Linked DNA regions of Triticum aestivum: region 1 is linked to region 2. A link is a contact called in public Hi-C data. All regions are on one chromosome and are shown on one strand. The core of a region is the stretch at or near the end of the contact, and the rest is flanking DNA. Distances in the headings are between cores, read along the strand shown. Region 1 holds the start of LOC123072075 (NAC domain-containing protein 83). Region 2 holds the start of LOC123072074 (probable protein S-acyltransferase 7).

Region 1 (5,412 bases), core at 2,686-5,185, 430 kb after region 2:
GTGATCATCTTTTGATCTATAAATAGTTTTTGGAAAATGAGAACATTTTTATTGAAAGCACTAACAATCCACCAAGCACGTCACCCTGCCTCTTGTGAATAATTTGTTCCAGTTTCTTCCTTTTTTTTCTTTTTTTTTGTTTGTGGAAGCTCCTTATACAGTTCTTTTTTCCTTTTAAATCTAATGTGTGATACTTTCTTCAGTTCTTTGTTTTAATTCGCGAACCTTTTTACAAAACCCATGCACTTTTGTGAATCCGTGAACTTTTCTCAAATCCATGAAATTTTCTTTTGAAAATCGGTGAACTTCTTTTAATAAAAAATTGAACTTTTTCTAAATCCGTAAAAGAATTTAGAAAAATCTGTGACCTTTTTTTCCTTTGGAAAATCTAGTTCACGACGTTCTTTTTTTTCTATTTCCTACTAATATGGACGAGAACTTAATAAAAAATGAAAAACAAAAAATAAACATAAAGAGAAGGAAAAAAAGAAAAAGGCAGCAAGTGAACACAACAGATTTGCTGTCCCTGGTGGTAACTTCTGTCGACCAACAGTAGGAGGTCTTGGGTTCGAGTCACCCTGAGTGCTTTCTTTTGCAGTTTTAAAGCAGAAGAAAAACTACACCTTTTAAAGAAGGAAAAAAATAAAGTGGGCCCGCCCAACATGGAACAGTGTAAAATGGCATCAATTCCGACCATCCTTTGACACGCCCGACAATCCTCGTTTGCCAAATGATGCCACGGTTCAATATAGACCGAGATTGCATAGTCATGGTGCAATCAATTGAGATTTCAATTTGATGGTTATGTTTGTCGAACCTCTACAAATTCAGGGTTTAAAATTGACTTTTTCCGCCGATATACATCCAAGGTTTCCTGTTTGCTCTTCGGCCACATCCCCCAGAGCCTTCTTCCATATCTTCATAATATGTCTAAAAAAGAGAAACAATGTCCATTGTCCTCTACACATTTCAATTTTGCAACAATAACTTCGTTTTATCAACAATAATGACATAACCGAACACAAAGGATGTGCAAAATTATGTGTATGTGCTTATTGGTTCCAGCTCGGTCGTTCGTATGTTTGTACGCTTTTGTTGTTGCTGCTTTGTTGTCTAAAGAAAAGGATGGCTAGGGCGATTCTTGAAAGAAAACATACATTTTTTTGTTGTTTTTCTCTTTTGGAGAATCGGCCACAGACATAGACACTAAAAAAAAGAAACAGGACCCTATTCCGGGCCTTAAGTGCCGGCTAAGCATGTTTTCATGCCGTGCGCACAACAGTGAAGGGCCGGCCCATATAATTTAGTTTCCTTTATACATTTTTCCTAGTTTTTCCAATCGGTTTCTGTTCAGTTTTTTCTCTTGTTTTCTTCTTCTTCTTCTTTCTTTTTTTTCTCGGTTTTCCTTTCCTTTTTATTTTTATTTTTCTATTTTCTGTGAACAGTTTTCAAATTCATGAGCTCTTCCCCAGTCCATAATTTGTTTTTCAAATTGGTGAATATTTTTCAAATGCATGAACTTGTAGCTCGTGGACTTTTTGGAATTTTTCAGGAATGTTTTTTCAAATTTCATGAACTTTTTTCAATTTCCTGAACACTTTTATTTCCAACGAAGCTCTGAAACCGTGAACTTTTTTCAAATTTGTGGCTGTTTTCAAATTTGTTAAGAATTTTTAAATAATTCACACTGGGTATATATATGTTAACGTTGTGCTGAAAGTAGGGTCGAATAGCACTATTAGCGTGTGGAGCTCGAATCCGACTGCTCCCAGAATAACGAGCGGAGCAATCCATTTTTTTCATGTTTTTTGTTTTTTGGGGTTGCTAGGCCATCCAATTTTTGTTGTTGCCCAGTAAAGACAGAGTATCGCAAAGGATTGTTGAGGCCAATTCTCCGAAGGAAAAATAATGGTTGCAGTCGATACTACTAACTTTGTAATTTAATGAGAACCAATCTGTGGTTAGATGGTTAGAGGGACTGTGGTATACCCAGCCCATCAGGGTTCAAGTCCTGGTGCTCGCATTTATTCCTGGACTATTTCAGGATTTCAGCGATGTGCATTCAGTGGGAAGAGACGTTCCCGTCGACGACGAGGTGCCTACGGGGACTTCGTAAATTTTAATATGATATGCCGGCTCAGTCTTTCGGAGGTCCTCATAGGGGTAGGGCGTGCGTGTGTGCGTTCATAGGGGTGAGTGTATGTACGTTTATATGAGCGCTTGCGTTTGTACTGTGTTCAAAAAAAACTTTGCAATTTCATGAATTTTTGTGAGAAATTTTTGATCTATTCATCACCAATCATGGTAGTACAATGAACCCTCGAAATAATAAAAATTATATCTATATTTATAGATCACCCAGCGATGACTATAAGAACTAGATTGGTGATGACTACTAGAAATAATAAAAAATATACCCAGATTTATAGACCACCTATAGACGACTACAAGGACTAGATTGGAGAACAAAAGATCATCTGTGTTTTTTCTTGTTGACATGTCCCGGTCCAGAACCAGTCCCTGAAGGCTGAAGGAATAGCGGAAGTGCCAAATCGTCCGAGACACAGGTGCTTGGTGCGTTCTCTCCCAGTCAGCACAACAGTGAAGGGATCGTCGCTGGCGCCGGTGGCCAACCGGCCCGTCGCGCCGGACGCCCGCGCTACCACGGATGGACATACACCACCGCCCATGCATCGACAAATCCAACCGCATGCAGAAAAGGGTGTCGGTACGTCCAAAAGGAAACGCCACTGCTCACGTGGTTGAGTAGAGATCAGTCCATGTACCGATCCATCGGCAGTCGCCGGAGTCCGGACGGAACAGCACCGGTGCCGGGACGGCAGCGAGGACAGGACAGGGGCCGGCCGGTGCGGTTCACGTGACGGGAAAGCGCAGGCGACGACGACGTACTACTGAGCCTGACCTGGGCACCTGGGTAGCCAGACAGCCGGGCACGGACGGACGCACGCACCCATGGACGAAGGAAGCTACACAATGTTGCAGTGCGCGCGCGCTAGTGATGCCAGCCACGCGCACTGCCCGATGGCCGTGCGCGGCATGCATGGCGCCGCGCGCCCGTGCCCCGTCCACTTCACCCGTGCAACCACCCGGCCGGGGACCTCCCCTCGGATGCCGCAGCAAAGCCAAAGCCAAAGCCGGAGGCGGGGGCGGAGGGGCAAGTGGCAACGGCCGGCGGCCATGCGTTTGACTCCGAAAGCCGCTGTAAAGTCCACCCCAAAAGCGGGCCGCCGTTGCTGCAATGCACTCATCAAACGTCCGGAAGGTGAACTGGTGAAGTAATTAAGCTTGAATGATGCTTCTCGCGCAGCCCATCCATCTCTTTTGGGCACTGCCGCACGGGCACGCGAGGTGTCAGCGAGGGAGCGACTTTCCCTCCGATTCCTTCTCCGAGGCCAAGGAGACGACGATAATAAAAAGAAATAAGGTCGCAAATTGAATGTTGGAATCCAAGGTAGGTGGCCGCTGAGGCCGTTGATTCCCCGTTCCAGTGCGTTGCTGTAACGTGGAAGCTTCTCCTTCTCCCTCCTCCCCTCCTACAGCAGAAAAGAAAAAGAAAAGGAAGCGAGGAGATGAGAAGGAATTTCGTTTCGACGGGCGCAAAGAAAAGAAAAGAGAGAAGAGAATCGCGCGCACACGAAAAAGATAGTCCAGCTGCGCTGCGGCGATGGATGCCTTGTTCTCCTTCCCCTCTCCCGGAGACAGGTGCAGAGGGACCCTACTTGCTTGCTTAAGCCTAGAGCTCACCGGTTAGAGGGTGATTAAGGGCTGCACGGGACGCTCGCTCTCTCTTTTCCCTTTCTCTGTTCCCTTCGCTTGATGGAAAGGGCAAGAAGAAAGCCGAGCTCAGCGATGGCGGTTGAGTGTGTTTCACGACACCGGCTCCACTCTCTGCCACTATATAACCGCCAACCGCCTCCCCCTTTCCCGCTAGCTATCATCCCGCACCCGCACGAGCCCAACCACTCTCTCTTCTAGCTCTGCTCCGTCCTCCATGGAGGGGCGAGCGAGTGTGTGAGTCTGACTTGCATGTGACCGAGCCTACAGCAAGCACACATCCAAGAGACAGAGAGAGGAAGTAATCTTGCTTGCTTGCTTAGTTGGGTTGGGTTTTGTTTCGTGTGTGCATCTATGGCGCTGCCGGCGGAGAGACGGACCGAGGAGGCCGCAGTCACCGGCGGGTGCCGGGTGCCGGCCGGGCAGGGCGGGCTGCCGATCGGCTTCCGGTTCCGGCCCACCGACGAGGAGCTGCTGCTGCACTACCTGCGCCGCAAGGCCCTCTCCTGCCCCCTCCCCGCCGACATCATCCCCGTCGCCGACCTCGCGCGCCTCCACCCATGGGACCTGCCAGGTACGCTCCACTTACTCCCCATATCACTGACCAACGGAGCTGCGGCTGCATTGCTGGCGCATTGCGCTGACTGTTTGCCATGTGCACGCAGGCGAGGCCGACGGCGAGCGCTACTTCTTCCACCTGCCGGCGACGGGGTGCTGGCGGAAGGGCGGCGGCACCGGCAGGGCGGGTGGCAGCGGCGTGTGGAGGGCCTCCGGAAAGGAGCGGCTGGTCGTGGCGCCCCGCTGCGGGCGGCCCATCGGCGCCAAGCGGACGCTCGTCTTCTGCCGCCCCGGCGGCGCGCGCACCGGCTGGGCCATGCACGAGTATCGCCTCCTCCCCGCCGGCCTCGCCGCCTACGCCACCGCCAAGAGCCTCCACGCCGCCAAGGACTGGGTGGTCTGCCGCGTGTTCAAGAAGGCCACTCCAGCTCGCCGCGACACAGCGGGGCGGCGTAGTAGGGGCGACGCCGACATGACACCGGCATCGCCGTCCCCGGCATCCTCCTGCGTGACCGAGTCGCGCAGCGGCATGGAGGAGGACGACGATGAGACCGCCTCCAATTCGCCGCGGCGAGAGCATTAGAGTAGCTGACCTGACTTCAATCATGGTCCCTGTAATTTTCTAATGAGTGCCCCGTTAATTCGTCGATCCGCTAATGTGGTAGCACTAGTAGTACCTCGTAGTAGTAATCATCAGTCCCAACTTATCAGGAGAAACAAACTGAGCTCAAGAAACCAACCAACCGAGCTCAAGCAATCAAACACCTCACCATGTTTGACGAGTGAGCTGAGACCGAGAGAGCTCACAGTGAATCAAAGAGTTCATGTTCCAAGGTTAAATCCGAGTTCTTTTGCTCGTGAATTTCAGCTTCCTCTTGCACAAATCAACAAGTAAAGAATGAACTAGGTAGCGACTGCAAACAGGTACAGTAGAAACACAGAGCGGCAGCGCAGAGAAAGCAGGGCAGGAAGGCGTCGGAGCTCAGTTCATGGAGGCAGAAAGCGAGCGGATTCACGAATTTTACAATAAGCTACAGCTGTGCGTGTGCGTGCGTGCGT
Region 2 (5,368 bases), core at 2,534-5,033:
TGTTTTGATCAGCTTTTGAGGATTTGCTCAACACCATGTACCTTTGTTCGGCCAGCAGGGCGAGCATGTTTCTAGTAGTAGTAGAGTAGTAGCACACTGCCATTTCATGAGCAATAACAAGAAGGTGAAGTTTCCTACAAGGAATAAGGTAGCTCCATCAACGTCCAAGTACACAAGTGCGTTCTAAAATGTAAATGTATACAGCAGCAACACGAAATCAACATCTAGAATCTGTCATAAAAAAACATCTCAAATTTAAAAAAGAGGGAGAAATTCAAGCATTGGAGTGGCAGCATAAATTGAAAGGTACAATGCCGTTCACAATCTTTGACAACGGAAGCCAAAGCAAACCAATCCATTTCCGGGTTCACCACTCCAAACTATATACAGACACAATTAAGATTCTACTGAACTGGAGACCTCACACACCAACAATCTGCTTAAAAACCACTGATACATGATGCAAGAATTAACAACCAGGTCATAGGCCTAATAACAACATCACTGACCCCGAGTCTCAACCACGACACCAAACTACGAACAAGCTGGCACTAACATACACCCCTTAGTCCTCCTCCACTATAGCTGCTTAGATGGCCACATTGGCCAGTTACCATCACCTGCCCGCTTCGACTCCCCAGCTCGTCCGTGGTGGGTTCATCACCGAGGAGCCTTGCTCATCCAAGCCACCGACCACGAGGGCGTCACGGCTTAGATCTGGTGATGCGTTGCGGAACCTGCCATCCTTGTCCTCCAGCAAGTTGCCCAGACCGCCCAGGTCGCCTATCTCTGCTGCCATCCTGGGCTCATCCCATGCCACCGGCTTTCTGCCCATCTCGATGTCGCCAACAGCTCTCCCCATGTTTGGGCTCATGAAACCGTTCGTCGAGCGAGGCCTCAGGCCCTGCTCCTGTGGAACTCTGGCGCCGAAGTTGTTCCTGGAAGCAGGGATCGGCGTGAAGAAGATCTCCTTGATGTTCTCCACAACTCCTCTGTTGTATGGGTTGGCCCGTTGGTCATAGCGATACCTGAAGTTCTCATATGTTGTCTACAGAAGTAAATGGCAAAAATGGTTAGCAACTGACAGAATGGAATCACGACGCGAGACTGGAATTATACCATTTCAGGGAACAGTATTTACCTGGTTAGTGCTCATGAGATACAAGTGAAACACTGAGAGGCCACCAACAAACCAAACCGCGATAAATGTGTATACAACCAGAGCGATCGACGCAGGGGTCTTTGCCATTGCCTTCCATATTGTTATCTGCTCCGCATCTCTGATCTTAATAATGTACACCCAGGAGAATCCAAAGACATAGAGGCAGAGAAGAGTCGTTGAGAAGACAAACATATAGAAGAACCTGTAATTCCGCTGCACAATCATATGCAACCTTGTAAGCACTTCAAATTATTTCAGAATCTATCAATCAAACAGAACTGAGCATGTTGAAACAGGCGATGCTATATACCACAATATGAAATGCTAGCATACTATTCTGTCAGCATATGCAAGTGAATCAAACTAACAAGTGTAGAGTACAACAAGAGATGAAATATTGCATAGTAAAGAGCTTAGACCTCTTAGATATTCTCAAGAACCAAAATATGAGTGTGGCCTGCACAAGGCAATGCAAAAAAAAAAGGGGTACAACATGCTATTTATAGGTATGTGTATTCGGTTAATGAACTTACAAGTCCTATGCACTGCCCAACCCATGGGCAGTGATGGTCAAATCGCTCGACGCAGTTGTTGCAGATAGAGCAATGGGAGCATCGAGGAGGCCGGTACAGCATACAGGTGTCACAGTACTTTGTCTTCACAGTGATTCCATTCACAACGACGTCCTTCACTCGGGGCAACCGCAATGGTGGAGTCTGGTTAGCTCCAACTTCAGCATTGCCTTCAAAACCTTCAGGTTCTGGAGGATGTGCATTTCGAGGTATGATTCCTGGATCCCTCCCAGAAGTGAGAAATAGAAGACTCAAATCCTGCAGAGTGACAGATGACAGAAAAGCCAAAGCAGTAAGTGAAGAGTACTGTGGATACATACATTTTTCTGTTTACCAGGAAAAATCACAAACAAAGACAACAACATTGTATTTATATCCAGTTCACAAGGTGTGAGGGGATAGCAGCATTAAAATATGCTGCTGCTACTGGCCAGCAAGTTCAAGGGTACAACAAGCTATGGCCCCCTTCCTTGATATCCACAAACCCAATTGCATTTATACAATCAGGATCAATTGGTCAATAAACACGACAAGCATGACCAAGGAAGGTATTACAGTTCAATTAGCACAATATCATAGTCCAGATCTGTATTATCTGGAACAAATCGGCTAATTAAAAAGCAATTTAAATAAAGGCACATACTCATAGTAGTACAATCTGTACTTCAACTTATATGTTTCTCACTTCCTATTGATTGGACATGTAATCACATAAAACCCAGAGTAGATTCACAGCCTTGTAATCGAACCATATTGGTTCTTTCAATGGAAATTGGAGAGGGAGGCCTCTCTTTAATAAAAAAAAATGGATTCACAGCATGTGCATTATCTGAACTTGCAAAGCAGCTTGTAACTAATGAAAGTCCCACCGACTATCCCCAAACAATAACATGTACTGAGTGCAAGACATATCTGAAAATCAAGGAAGAAGGTGATCCGAAAGGGTTACAAATGGTACTCACATATGCCGTGAATACAACTGCCACAACCATCACCGGTAACCCCAGGCCATAAGAGAAGCTATTCATCAATTCTTTTGCAACGAACACACAGAAGACTGTTACTGGAGCGATAATGAGGAACATGGTGACAAACAAGGATCTCGCATCGGGTCCAAATATAAACCTCCCCTGGAGGAAAAATACCTGCAAATAGACAGTACACTATATCAGTCCCAGTCACATTTTCTCCACTGCTTAGCTGCACAACAACAGTCTGAAGATCTCACACAGACAACTTCTTCCCAAGCTAATGTAGGCACCAATGACACTTTCTCTATGAATAATTCGTTCGGAAAAGAACAAGTGAAGCGAAATATACACTTACAATTTAGCATCATCAAAGTGGAAGGATCATTAATACATTCATTGCTAGAAGCATTAAGTCTCAGCTAAAACTCCATTCCTTACCACATTAACTAGCACCGAATCAAAACTGTCCACTGGCGTTTACTGTCCTTGTCATGAACAAGAACAAGGACACCACTGTCACCACATATGTCCCAGAACCTACACTCCCCTAGCACACGATGCACAAAATCGTACTAGTAAAACGCAAGGAGAAAAAACGAGCAACCATCTACGCGGAGCTCAGCAGAAGAACCCTAGCATGCATTTCCGCAAGCCAATCTAGCGACCACCTCGAGGACGCACAGATCCACGCGCGCGCCCAATAGGGGGGGGGGGGGGGGGGGGGGGGGGGGGGGGGGGGGGGGACATGGAAGGTGGGTTAGAGGAGAGGGGAGGCGGCGGGCTCACATTGTTCCCTTTCCAGGCCTGGTACACCAGCGGCCCCTCGCCGCCGGAGCCGGCGCCGGCGCTCGGCCCGTTCATCGCCGCGGCGCTCCCGGGCCAGCAATCCCCTGCGGGATCACGCCCCGGATCGCGGCATGGCCGCCGGAGAGCTCCCTCCCTTGCTCCCGCGCCCGCTCCGCCGCCCGCCGCCGGGGCCGTGAGCTCCCTCCCAATGCCCGCCCGCCGCCGCGCCGCCGCCGATGCCGGGAGCCCAGACAGAGAAACCTGACACCCCGAGAGAGAGAGAGAGAGCGCAGCAGATGGAGGGGGGCTCGCTAGCTGGGGACGCGTAGTAATAACCGGGTCCGTGCCTTTTGGTTTTGCATCTACGCCCCTGGAGTTTTAGGATTTTTTTGTTTTCCTCCTCCTAGCTCATTTGAATATGATTAAGTAGCTTCGCACCTTTCTACTAGTCTCCATGTGTTTTGTTTTGTTTAATGGACGTTGGTGTGCTGTGATCTGTGTTGCTAAAAGTTGCTGGAGTGGGGGTTAGTACAACTGAACTGTGGCACCACTTCGTAATTCAAATACACCCATTGAGCAGTTGAGCTGGAAAAGAGAAGAAACATGGTGCCTGTCTTTCGGATGGATTGTCAGGTATAAATGAGAGAGGAGCTGAGGAAAATTGATAGCAATGCTGGTTAAAATGTTCTACTCCCTCCTGTCCATATAAATTGTGGCTACTCTAATTAATACAGTACAACTTTGTACTAAATTAACGAAAATTAATATCAATCGGAGGGAACACTGTAGTTTTTTGGACGGTGCTATGCGTCAACCGGCCAACGCCGGAGAAAATCAACCGCCTCCAGAGTTGTTGAATCTGCATTGCGACCCATTTGTGTGCAACATATGCCAGATTGTGCTCGTGGTTTGCAAAATAGGACATGTTGCGTTCACTGATCCATGTCGCATCACCTCGTCCAACAGACTGAACGAACATGTTGCAAACACAACAATCCCCACTTCCACTATCCCCCATCCCCAACAGAGTTGCGTCTAGTGCGGCGCCGCCGACCGTCGCAGCAATAGCTACCGCCCGCCGTCGGGAACACGTCCTCCCTCTATTCTTGCCCTCTACAACAACATGGCACACCATATCGTGCAGGATATGCTCGATCCGGCGTGGATCGAGTGTAACATGGAACCCCAGTCCGTGCACCGTCGTCGTCGAGGACCCGTATCGTTGTCGTCGATGCGGTATCCAGCCACCACTGCCCTCCCTCGTACTGGTCACTCTGCAACAGAGCTTGTGTTGCACTTAAAAGGGTTGTAACAAGGCTCGGGTTGCAAAGCTGGACTATGCGGGGGCGGTCATGGTAATCAGTCGAATGAGCACTAGGGGTTTCCTAGATTTTTCCATCAATGCTCACAAAAGAAAGAAGGGTAGAAATGCTAAGTGAGTAGTAGTACTAGCGCCTCAAGCAATAAACGGACGGCCGAGTTCGTTGGCACCACGCACATCAATTTGCAGTCCATCACTCACTATGAATGAGGCCGGATCTGAAAGTCAGCACAGACTGCCGAGCTAGCATCACTGGAAGTAGAAAAAACCAAGGTGGGTTTGCTTCCACAGCAAGAGCAACGGGAAAAGCAGATGCCGGGTCTGCATACGATACGAGAAAGCAAAGCAAAAGATGGATGGAAGAGATCGGAAGGCGACGAGATCGGTCGGCACTCGGCAGGGTCAGGGATCCTCTCTTCTTTATTTACACTACTGCTAGTTGAAAAAAGAAAGGTGGGCAAGTGTCGGGGGTGGAACGCAAGAACAGCCTGAAAAGCGTCCCTCGTTGGACCCCCGCGTTGCACATTCTCTTTCAGCCCGCTTTTTCCCGAAAGCG

Evidence for each region. Hi-C and Micro-C count contacts between places; a contact is called where the count stands out from the background.
Region 1: a Hi-C map of leaf shows a contact between it and region 2, with 4 times the contacts expected there. The contact joins the promoter of LOC123072075 here to the promoter of LOC123072074 in region 2. A contact is called at or near these places in 3 of 5 Hi-C or Micro-C datasets (all in leaf).

The regions. Positions count from the first base shown.
Region 1 is chr3B:736,198,184-736,203,595 of IWGSC CS RefSeq v2.1, forward strand. LOC123072075 (NAC domain-containing protein 83) reads left to right here and starts at 3,936. Exons shown (of 2, transcript XM_044495630.1): 1 at 3,936-4,369; 2 at 4,461-5,220. The coding sequence starts at 4,150. The coding sequence ends at 4,936.
Region 2 is chr3B:735,763,863-735,769,230 of IWGSC CS RefSeq v2.1, forward strand. It overlaps LOC123072074 (probable protein S-acyltransferase 7), which reads right to left and starts at 3,784. Exons shown (of 5, transcript XM_044495629.1): 1 at 3,492-3,784; 2 at 2,697-2,879; 3 at 1,696-1,992; 4 at 1,142-1,375; 5 at 288-1,048. The coding sequence starts at 3,566. The coding sequence ends at 617.